Linked DNA regions of Sus scrofa: all the other regions are linked to region 1. A link is a contact called in public Hi-C data. All regions are on one chromosome and are shown on one strand. Each heading gives the region's core, a stretch centred on a gene start, on an enhancer-like site or on the middle of the called end of the contact. The rest is flanking DNA. Distances are from core to core; before and after follow the strand shown. Region 1 holds the start of CAMK2N1 (calcium/calmodulin-dependent protein kinase II inhibitor 1). Region 2 has its middle 28 kb from the start of UBXN10. Region 3 has its middle 46 kb from the start of UBXN10.

The links. Hi-C and Micro-C count contacts between places; a contact is called where the count stands out from the background.
Region 2: a contact with region 1 is called in a Hi-C map of omental adipose tissue, with 2.3 times the contacts expected there. The contact joins the enhancer-like site here to the promoter of CAMK2N1 in region 1. A contact is called at or near these places in 3 of 5 promoter capture datasets (fetal liver, fetal skeletal muscle and liver), 22 of 47 Hi-C or Micro-C datasets (adipose tissue, alveolar macrophages, embryonic fibroblasts and 13 more) and 2 of 2 datasets of contacts at active chromatin or transcription factors (alveolar macrophages and skeletal muscle).
Region 3: a Hi-C map of omental adipose tissue shows a contact between it and region 1, with 1.9 times the contacts expected there. The contact joins the enhancer-like site here to the promoter of CAMK2N1 in region 1. A contact is called at or near these places in 4 of 47 Hi-C or Micro-C datasets (embryonic fibroblasts, omental adipose tissue, skeletal muscle and 1 more).

Annotation. Positions count from the first base shown.
Region 1 is chr6:78,732,450-78,736,179 of Sscrofa11.1, forward strand. It overlaps CAMK2N1 (calcium/calmodulin-dependent protein kinase II inhibitor 1), which reads right to left and starts at 1,783. Exons shown (of 2, transcript XM_003127675.5): 1 at 676-1,783. The coding sequence starts at 841.
Region 2 is chr6:78,481,367-78,485,096 of Sscrofa11.1, forward strand. No RefSeq gene overlaps it. Among named protein-coding and RNA genes, the nearest start is that of UBXN10, 28 kb to the left of the region's middle. Within about 2 kb of position 2,160, at least 8 of the 83 cell types and tissues checked have an H3K27ac peak or open chromatin away from gene starts, as enhancers often do. A contact at or near this core is called in omental adipose tissue, where this site is marked.
Region 3 is chr6:78,499,851-78,503,580 of Sscrofa11.1, forward strand. No RefSeq gene overlaps it. Among named protein-coding and RNA genes, the nearest start is that of UBXN10, 46 kb to the left of the region's middle. Within about 2 kb of position 1,706, at least 2 of the 83 cell types and tissues checked have an H3K27ac peak or open chromatin away from gene starts, as enhancers often do. A contact at or near this core is called in omental adipose tissue, where this site is marked.

The sequences.
Region 1 (3,730 bases), core at 533-3,032:
CCTCTCCCCGCCGCCTCCCTCCCTATCTCTGCGTCTCAGTCTCTCCCGGCGGCTGTCGGTCTCCCTCATTGTCCCCGCGCCTCTGGAGCTCCTCTAGGAGCCTCTCGGCGTCCCAGTCTCTCCCGGGCTTTTCCAGCTCTAGCGCCGAGCGCCCGGGCTCGGCAAACCCCCTCCCCCTGCCAAATAACAATGAAAAGCCCTTGCGACCCGAAAGCCCCTTGCCTTCCCCGCAGGAACCGGTCCTCCACCCCCACCCCCGCGGCCACCACAGTTCCCCACGCCGTCCCCTGGGAGCCCTAGAACCAACCCCCTCCGGATTGTAGATCGAGTGCAGCTGCGACTACACTGCGCAAAAGGGGCCCGGGGTGGGGGGTGGGGGGCGGTTGGAAATCCAAAGGCAAACTTTGGCACGGGTAGGGGCCCAGGTATAACCTTTCAGCTCCCGCTGCGGCGAGATGCCGCCACGCCCCCTGGGTGACCCTACAGAAGATCGGCTGAGGGGGAGGGGTTCCCGAGGCCAGCCAGAGCTGGACCCGCAGTGCGGGATCCCCCCCAGTTCTGCGCGATGGGACTTTGGTGGGTCGGAACCCATTCCGGAGTGCGGGAGACTCCCGCAAACCTCTGCCAGGCCTCGGTGCGGAAGAAATGAGTGTTGGGAGGGGACCGCGTACTCACCCCTCTTGCTCCGGCCGATCTGGCCCAGCTTGGGCGGCCGCTTGTTCTGCCCCGCGCCGAAGAAGTTATTGGTGTCCTGCAGGCGGCAGGAGAAGATCTGGCCCACGTCGCCGCCGTCGCCGTAGGGACTCAGCTTCTCGTCGCCGTAGGGCAGCACCTCCGACATGGTCGCGTCCGGGGGCTCCGCGGCGGCACCTCCTCCGCCCGCGTCCCCGCCCGCGGCGGACAGGGTCAGCGGCGCTGGGGCCGGGGACGGCCGGCCGGGGACGGCCCGCGGGCTGCGGCGGCGGTGGCGCCGGCGAGAGGCCGGGGGACACCGCTGGGGCAGGAGCGCGCAGCCGGCCTGAGCGACCCCGCGAGCGCCCGCAGCTGCGCTGCGCTGCGCTCCGGCTCGGCGCGCGGCGAGTGGCTGCTGCTCCGGCAGAGGCGAGCAGGACTCACATCCTCGGCACGCTCGGGCGCAGGGCTGGGACCCGGCCGGGCGGGGCCGTGAGCCGGAGGAGGAGGCTATCCCAGCGAGCCCCGAGGGCGCGGGGCCGAGAGGGCGCACCCCGGGGAGCCGAGCGGGCCGGTCCTGCGGCGAGTGCGGGCGGCGGCGGCTCTGGCTCGGGAGGCTGACTGGGGAGCTGCGAGCGGCGGGGCTGCGAGGGGTGGAGGGGGAGGGGAGCGAGGGAGGAGGGAGGGCACGGGTGAGGGGGGAGGATACCCGGAGGGAGGGAGGGGGTAGAGGGAAACCGAGAGGGAGACGGGGAGAGAAGCAGAGAGAGAATGGGAGGCAGGGGAATCGACTGAAAGAGAGAGATGCGGGGGGGGGGGAGGAGAGAGGGAGGAGAAGAAAGGGCGGAGGGAAGGGCTAGATCGGGATCGGAGAACTAAAGGGGAGAGAGGAGGAAGGAAAGAAACAGGAGGGTGAGGAAGAGGGTCGGAGAAGGAAGGAGGAGAGTAAGAGGGAGGAGAAGGAGGCTGGGACCAAGAACCAGCCGGTGAGCGAGCTGCGAGCGAGAAATGCCGGCCGCGGCGCGGAGGCGAGGCCCGGGGGAGGGCAGGAGGAGGGCGGGGAGGAGGGGACCCGGGCCGCGGGGAGAGATCCCTGGAAGCCGAGCGACGTCACGGGGCCGCGCCGGCCGGCCCGGGCCGCGGCTCGCTTCCTGCCCCCGCCCCCGGCCCCGCGTCCCGCCCGCGCGGAGGGGCCCCGCGTGAGCCCCGCCCCGGCCCGGCGGCCTCTGGGCGCCTCTTGCCCTGGCGCCCCCTCCCGCAGGGTGTTTACCGGGTCCCGAGCCGGTGTGCGGCGGCTTCGTGCGGGACCTGACACTGGACCTGCCACCCTCGGGGAGCTGGGGGCAGTGGGGTTCTGGGAAGGGGAGGGGGATCCGCGGCGCACACTCGGGGAAGGACAGAGGGATGCTGGTCTCCCCGGAGGCCAGACGCTAGGGCAGAGGTCAGAGGGCACCCAGCGACCACCCGACGCGTTCTCTCCAACCAGCGCCAATGGGGGAGCCCCTTGCCCCCATCACACTTGGGCCCCACTTTAGACTCTCAGGGCTCGGCCCCTTGGGCCTTACACTCTCCCTCCCTCCTTCGGTTTGCCTTGGAAGGCCCGGCTGCTAGCCAGAGCTCCCAACTCGGGCTCCCGCGGGGCCTCGGGGTGGAGGCGAATCGAGGGGAGGGGAGGGCAGCCCCGCCTCCCGGAGGAGAAGGGAGCGCCTTATTACGCCGGGCTCGCCCGCCCGGGATGCCCTGCTCTTGGCGTCCGTCCGCTGCCTCTGCCGGGGACGTCCTGGGCCTGCTGCCCTCTGCCTTCGGGGACCTCCCTTCCAGCAACAGTCATGAGCCCTGGGGAGAGACTGCGGCTTCGGAGCCGAGGAGCGGGCTCCTAGATCCCAGGAGGGAGACTGGGACAACCCCAGAGGCCCGGGAGGCGCATCTGCGGAGCAGATGGTAACTCCGAGGGGGCAAGGTACGTGAGGAGGGCTCGTTATCCTTGCCGAGAGCCAACAGCACCTGCTCTCCCCCCGGAGACTGCTCTCACACCGCCTAAGCAGAGACAGCCTGACCACCCCCACCCTGCAAAAAGGGCGGGGCGGGGGGGGGAGCAGGAGCAGCCATCCTAAGGTCATGCTTGCTGAAGGCAGGGAAAGGAAACACGTCTTGATCCCCTGGTCTCCCCTGGCCCAACCAGCTGCCCAGCAAGGGGTCCCACCAATAGCAAAAGAGCATCTTCAGGTTCACTCTCCCCTTAAATCTAGAACTCTGGGTTGGTGGTGAGCTGGAGGGTAAGGGGTTTGTGCTTTTAGTGACAAAACATCTGATAGAGGAGCTGCCTGAGAGAAGCCAGCCCAGCTCCCTCCCCACACTGGGTAAAGGGGGTCCCAGGCCTCCAGAGAGGATGCAGGGGGCTGAGAAAGCAGGATGTAGATGGCATAGGCATGACCTTTGGATTCAGGCCTGGGTTGGACTCCCAGCCTTGTCATTTGCTAGCTGTGTGCCTTTGGGCAAGTCGCATCCCCTCTCTGAACTGCCATTATCTCAGCTGCAAAATGGGGTACGTGGCTAGCTAGCTGTCTGTATGCCTCCCAAGACTGTTATGAAAACAAAATGACATCAGGCTCCCAGGGCCCAGCTGAGCATGGACGTGCACTAAATATTTGAGAAATGACTTAACGAGAGAGAAAGAACAGCGACACTTCATTCATTCCCATTTCAGAGCCATCAGAGCTGGGAGGATCTTTAGAGATGATCCAGTCCAAACTCCTCATTTATAAATGGAGAAACTGAAGCCCAGAGCGGGTCAGGGGCTTGTTCCAAATCCCACAGCTTGTCTGTGGCAGAAGCAGCAGGTCTCTGGCCTCCTTTGCTCCACAAGCCTCCCATCTCCATTCAATTAAGGCTTTCCTGAGTGTCTGCTTAGATGTTAGCACCAAGCCAAGTGCTGGAAGAGAAAATAAAAGCATAACAAGCAGGATGCTAACTTTACAAGAAGCTCTTACATTTGTATCAGGCTTTCTATTCCCTGCACCCCCCACCCAAAGCATTTCTGGTCCATTATTGACCTTGC
Region 2 (3,730 bases), core at 910-3,409, 250 kb before region 1:
CCTCAGCAGGAGACCCCCATACCCCACCCCCCAGCTTGACTGTCCCATATGATCTCATCAAACACACTCAGAGCCCTTTCAAGCCTCAGTTTCCTTCTCTACAAAGCAGAGGTGTTAAAACCTGCTCTGCCCACTTTCCAGAACTGTTCTGAGGAACGAGAGGGAGAGAAAAAGTCTGGAAGAACTTTAAACCAGTATCCTGTCCTGTTTGACCAAATCCTGCCAGGAGAGTCCTGAAAATGTGGAGGCTGGTCTTAATTTCTAGGTTCCCCCAATATTTGTCGGCCAAGCTCACAAGCACCAGTAGATGCTAAAGGGTGAGCTCTGAAAACCAAACGGGAAAGACTCTCCCACCCCTGTGCCAGAAAACACCTAGTGTCCTCAGAATGTGGGGTATAGCCCGGGCACACCCTCCAGACCAGGATCGAGCCCCCTCTCTCATGACCATCCGCCAGAAGGTCAAGGACAGCAGGCCCCTGAACCACTTTCTTTGGGCAGCGAGGCAGAAGCCAAGACCAGCTGTCTCCAAAACCAAGGGGAGTTGCAGGGCGGCCAGGTGGTTATCTGCCCAAAGATAGAAAGAAAACCTTTACCTCGATTCTGCCTCCAGAAGGGACTGGCCTTTCGCGCTGGTGCAGTATTTCCTGGCTGAGAGCTGACCTACATTGCTGTCCCTGCTCTCACTGGTAATTGTTTACCACGGGGTGCCTGTTCTTTGGCCACCGTCCTTCCTCTGGTTTTCAGCCTCTTAATTGGTTTCCAGTGGTTCCGCTGCACCAACTGTACAGATTCCCGCCCTGTGATCTGTCTGCTGGCTTCCTTGAGTGCATCTAGGGGAACAGGTGCCCCCAAAGGCCTCGCCATGACCCCAGAGGGGCATCCTCCCACCATAGCCATCTTTGAAGGGGGGGGCATGCGCTGACTGTTCTTGAAAAACACATGTGGCCCCCTAGACATGGAGAAGGGAGGCTGCAGGGGGGAATAAGGTGGGAAGTCAGGTGGGGTAACCTGATGGACACGTGCTCTCTTTTCTCTTTCTCAAGGTCAAAGCGTAATCAAAGCAGAAAAGAATTGCCAGGGCAGAGGGGGAGTTGGCAGGAAGGATGCCCCACTTAAGGAGAGGCAGGGAGCTCCACTCTCTTGGCTGGATGCCAAAGACTCCACGGTACAAGAATGGTCACAAATCAAACGCCCTTCAATGGTCGCAGGGAAGGACTGGCGAGGAGTCTGGATCAGAGAGGAAGAAGTGACTTAGCCTGTTTGTGGAGGCCTTGGGACCCGCTCCTCAGACTCTCCGACTCCCAAGCCAATGGTCTTTCCAGTCATTAGACAAGGGCCATTATGCCGTCGCCTCTCGAGCTATCTGCAGGTTTTATCTGCTTTATTCCCAGCTCCATCCGAGTGCCTTGGAAAGCGCCTGGCACACAGGAAGAAATCAATAGATATCTCTGGAATAGATGAATGCCCTATTTAGCTCCCCTTTTCTCTTAAAGCATAATGGATTCGGGGTATATTCAGGCTGTCTTAGGGCTCTGACCTGTAAGTGCATTATGGGGGGCGGGGCGTGTCTTCACATGCCAATTACGGTAGAGGTTCAATCACTGGGGAGGGAGGCGGGTATGATGATCTGGGTGGCTGTGTGTCCCCACATGGATTATGTCACTGAAGGGGCTGGAGGGGAAGGAGGGCATATGAAACTGTGACCTGTTCAGAGGTCTTTTAGTGACAGGAACTTGGTGAGTTAGGGAGACGAGCCAGCCAATGTGGGACAAGGAGGGGTTCAAGATCAAAGCCAGGAGAGGAGAGAAAGGGGCTCCAGCCTGAAAGAGAGAGGTCAGTTCAGGAGCGCAGAGTGACGAGCTGAGGGACCTGCCAGAAGCAAGAGCATAAGACCTGTCCAAGATTTTCTCCTGACAGATGATTACAGAGGCTTGGTGGCTTTCAAGACCTGATACCACTGCCATCCGTGCGGTGTTGGGTCTGTGGTTAGAAATTCGCCCGATTATAATGGTGTCCCTGTGGGAATTCCGACTACATCATGAAGACACTCTCAGAGCCCCTTTCCCAGGGATGTATTGGGCTGAAAAGCAGGACCGTCTATGCTCCTACCTCTCCACAGACACTGCCAGAAAGCCCACATTTCAGCACACACTTTGGAGGAGAATGATGTTTGGAGAGTAGGACAGTGAGGGTGGGGAGGTGACAGATGCAGGACCTCACCAGGGACGGTGCTCTTGGCTTGGGGGCTGCAGCACAGGCCTTCGATGCACAGCCTCAGCAGGCTGTTCAGTCATCCAGAGATCTTAGGACCTTCTTGCCGGGGGAAAACCAGGCTGTGCGATGCTGTGCTGTGACTCAGCCAGGCCTCTGAAGGTTTCATTAAATCTTGGCCAGTTCAGGACATTCCAGTCCGCCAAAGTCCCTGAGTCAGATTCCCTGGGTTAGGAAGAACAAACAGCATGAAAAGCTCCCTCCTGCTCTAATCAGCTTTGAAGAAATTCAATGAAAGGCATGAGCTCGAAGGTTAAGAGCACAGCCTTCTTCTCACAGGGACAGCCTCAGACTCTGCCAGCGACCTGGAGTTTAAGGCAAATGGGATCGTCCCTCCTGCTGAAGTGATGCTCCCGGGGTCAAGGGAAGGCCCAGATGCTGAAAGAAGAGAATGCAACCAAGAAATTCTTTGGCCGTTTTAAGGTATCCATGAGACACTCAACTGAGATTTATCCCAAAGCCTAGCCATATGTTTCAAGTCAACATTTAGGATTTTATTTCGAGGGAATGCAGTTAGGCGATGGCTTTCACCTTTCTCTCCAGCCCTCAAAATGACACTGAATAATGCAGCGTGCATTTTCCACTCCATCATGTACTCAGTGTGGATGCCTTTTAACTGTAAACCGGCTGAGAAGCCCACGCGCTCCGCAATTCCTCCTAGCAGTCTCTGGAATGCCGGAAACAGGGGGTGCTGCACCCTCTCCCACTCCCATCCCTCTGTTGGGATCTGGGGACCTGGAAAGACCAAGAAGCACCTGGGGAACACAACAGTGCAAGATTTCCCTTAGCTCTAAAAAAATGTGGGTGGAAAATGGGCTGGAACATGGTGGGGCTGGCAGCCCACACATGCTCTCTTCTCTCCCCCCTGGAAATCTGTGACATCTCCGCTCTGAAACCCAGTGCAGTGTACAAGTGCTGATCCTGTGCTGAGTTTCTGGCAGCTTTGGGGGGAGTAAGCGGTGGGGAGAAAGCCAGACAACTGAGTTTGCTCCAGCCTTGCACTGGTCACCGGAGTTCCAGCCAAGGCATTTTACAGGACAGTAAATAACCGAGCCTTTCTTCAGACATTGGCCCCTGCATGTGTCCTCTTCCACCGCAGAAATGCTCAACCGAAACTAGGAGCTCCTTCCTCTGGTTTCATTACTGCAGTTATGGTGCAAAGAACGCTGAACCAAGGCTCCAGCGGTGAGGTTCTGTAGTGTCAGTGCTGCCACTAGCTGGCTGAGTGACGTTCGGGAAATCCATTTCCATCTCTGGTTCTCAAGCCCTTTGGTATCAAATGAGGGCACGGATTCTTTGGTTTACCTCGGTGATGCGCTGCTAATTAAAAAATAAATAAAGCAATGGGGGGATTTTCCCCCCACTAGATGGCGCTGTGTCTCCAACTGCAGCTGGCTAGGCCCTGCGGCAATCCGGTGGGTATTTGTTCAGCGGCTGCGTTTGGCCCCGCAAAGGTAGT
Region 3 (3,730 bases), core at 456-2,955, 230 kb before region 1:
CCTACACCAGATCCCCGACCCACTGAGTGGAGCCAGGGATCGAACCCACATCCTCATCCAAACTAGTTGGATTCGTTTCCAGTGTGCCCCAATGGGAACTCCATCCTCAGTTTTATAGGAACCCAATACTCCATAGAAAAGAAACACGGTGAAGGAAAGCAGAGCTAGAAGGAGGCTGCTGTAAATTCATGTAGGACAGAAGCAAGACAGGGAGTTGAGGGAGAGCCCAGGTTTGGGCCATACAACCTTACTCTTTTGAGGACTCTGCCATGAAAAATGACGGCTTGCTCTCTGTCAGAATCCCTTCCTGTGCTGGCAGGCAGAACACAGAAGGGTGTGGGTGACCTTGGCAACCCTAGAGCCAACCTACTCTGACATTGCAAAGCACAGGACAGCTGATCTGACAAACACAGCTAGAGAGAGACATAAAAATGCCATACGGGAGAGAATGATGGCCTCAGCAAATACCTGTTCTCTATTATTGGAATTGCAACAGACAGAAAGCCCAGAGGTTTATTTAAAAAAGCAAAAGAACAAAAAACAAACAAAAACCCCTCACCAGGCTATGATCCATAATTATTGGAGAATATGAGCAACTACACATGGTTAAGGCATTCTGAAATATCAAATGTTGTATTGAAAGATATGATATTCCCACCTGCTAGCCCATACTGGTCTCCATCCCTGTCCTAAGATTATATCATTTGGGGGGAGGGTGGGGCTGGAGGGAAAGAGGATTTAGGGCAGTATATTTGGGCCAAGTTAGGGCGGGGGAGGGAAAGGAGAAAACCAGCATTTGGTGAAAAGCCAGTATGTGCTAGATACTCAAGCTTCAGCTCATTCTGTCTTCAAAACAACCCTACAAAGGGGTATTGGCATCATCTTTCTTTCTTTTCTTTTCTTTCTTTTTTTTTTTTTTTGTCTTTTTGTCTTTTTAGGGCCACACCTGTGGCACATGGATGTTCCCAGGCTAGGGGTCTAATTGGAGCGTAGCTGTGACCTACACCACAGCTCACAGCAATGCTGGATCCTTAACCCACTGAGGGTGGCCAGGGATTGAACCTGCATCCATGCGGATACTAGTCAGATTTGTTTCTGTTGAGCCACGGTGAGAATTCCCATCTTTATTTCTTGGGTTCGAAAACTGAGGTGCAGAAAGGCAAGTATTTTCCCAAGTTGACCCCGCTAAGTAATTGAATGGAATAGCTGGGATCTGAACTCTGGCTCCTCCTCTTTCCACCACTCTAGTGCCTGGAGATGCTCTATGGGAGGGCAGAATGCCTAGAACAGCCTCAGGTCCTGACACCTCCTTACCACCCTCACTTCCCAGGCCAGGCCAGCCACGAGCAATTCCCTCAGGGAGGCAGCTGCACACTCTGCTCTGGGCTCAAAGTCAAGTGGGGGAATCAGCAGCAAGCACCTGACAGCCAACTGCAATAATGCCCTCCGCCTGGTTCCAGGCACCTGGACCACCCTCCTCCCCAAGGGTGTCCAGGTTTCCACAGGCTGCTGAGAAGCTCAGCAACTCAAGGAGCTGGACGGCCAGGAATTTGTAACAGAAAACTCAAGCCAGCACTGGGCTGCTCCTGGGCGTGCCTGGCCATCAAACTTATCCAAGTGTGACACATTTTCCTCATGTGTCCTGGAGAAAGACCTGGGTTCTAACCCCACCTTTTACCACTTGTTAGCTGGTAAGGGATGGGAGCTGTCTGAGCCTCAGCTGTCATCTGTAAAAGGCAGTGATGACAGCTCCCTGCAAGCTTGTCACATGGCAGTGCTTCCCTCAGCAGGAAATGGGGACACTGAGATAATTCAGTGGTTACCGACAGGGCATTGAAGAACATGGATCACAAGGGGTGATGTTATTCTTTTCCTCATTCTTCTTGAGTTGTTCCAGTTATAGTCAAAAGAAATACCTGTTTGGACCTGCTATGTCTTAAAGGCCTCTTAGCACTTGCTGATCTCCCTTTTTAACCAAGATCAGGCCTCAGGTCCAAAGGATTATCCAGCTGGAACTGGACAACACAGCTTTGTTTCAATTGCCTCTATTTTCCTGATCATCCTCTATTTTTGGTAAATGATACTGGCTCTTTACAGTAGTGACAGTGTTTCTTTTGAAATACGTTTAAGTAATAATGTGAGTCAATTTTATAGAAAATTAAATGATATAATGGAATAGGTGGTACATAGAAATGGCAAAAATTGTGAAGATAAAACACAAATGATGAAATTCTGGAGAGCACTGTTAAAAAGATTACAGAAGGCATGCCAATTGCCTAGTATGCTCCTATTATATACTGGGTACTCAACAGATAGTAGCTCTCATATTATAATTTTTTATTATTAGCCTTGGAGTTTAATTGCATAGCACACTGCCAAAGTACCCAGGAGCTCCAATTTTTTTACACGGTGCTCTGGCACTAACACAGAATCCCTCTAACAAAGGAGGAAAGGAAGAAAGGGAAATAGATTCAAAGGATTTGAATTCACAGCTCAGTTCCACCATGAACCAGATGTATAACCTTGGCTAAGTCAAGTAACCTGGTCAAGTTCAACCTCTCCAGGGTAATAGCTAGGGTTTATTCCATGCACTTACGCACTTATTACAGGCCAAGGCCCCGTGATAGGGGCTTTACATCAATCCTGTTGATGGGGAAATAAAACTCAGAGATGGTCTTGAGGCACCTCAGTTCACATAGCTGGTGTGTGATCGGCATTCAAACTCAGTCTCTCTGACTCCATTCCTGCCTCCCAGTATTGATATGAGGATTAAAAGACACGTAAAGATGGAGTTCCCATCATGGCTCAGGGGTTAACGAACCCGACTATCCATGAGGACGTGGGTTCAATCCCTGACCTCACTCAGTGGGTTAAGGATCTGGCATTGCCATGAGCTGTGGCATAGGTCGAAGATGTGGCTCGGATTAGACCATTGCTGTGGCTGTGGTGTAGGTCAGCGACTCCAGCTCCGATTAGACTCCTGGCCTGGGAACTTTCATATGCCATGGGTGCAACCCTAAAAAGCAAAAAAAAAAAAAGATACAGTAAAGAGGATGTGAGGATGCGCCTTCTGCATAATAGGCATTGGGTAAATGGCTGTGCCTCAATGTATTTAGAACATTCCTGGCCAAAGCACCAAAGGAATGTTCTTTTCTCAAACTGGGTTCAAGAGATGCACAGGAGGAAAGGAGGAGGAACCAGCTGCTGCTTAGGAGGAGTTAAGTCGGTGAACATCCGGCTCTTAGCATTTGCAAGAGGACCAGAACTTGCACTCCCCTGGCGCTGTGCCTTGAAGAAAGACAGCTAATGAGGATGCACACGGGTGGGTGTGCAGCAGCACATCTGCGCCTGCCAACCACGTTTTCACATTAGATGCTCAGGGCTGACAAAGAGAGCATTGTGGGGAAGAGTTACCCGCATTCAGCCCAGAACAGGGACCAACTGGCAAAAGGCTGAGTAGTGCTGGGAGGCTGGAAGAGGCTGAGGGGCGCAGCAGAGGCCAGGAGAGAGCTGCAGTCAGAGCCCTACCTCTGCAAGGAGCAGAGATAAATGTGAACACAGTGCAATTAAGAGCGAGAGTTGAGAGTGGTGCAATGGGCTGTTGTCTACACCCGGCAAGGCATCTGCAGAAGTAGAGAATTGCTCTGATTTAAACGAAAGGAAGGTTCTGACTGCTGTCCCATTTATCAGGTGCTTGTACTGTACAACTGGTTACATCATTATTTACAAG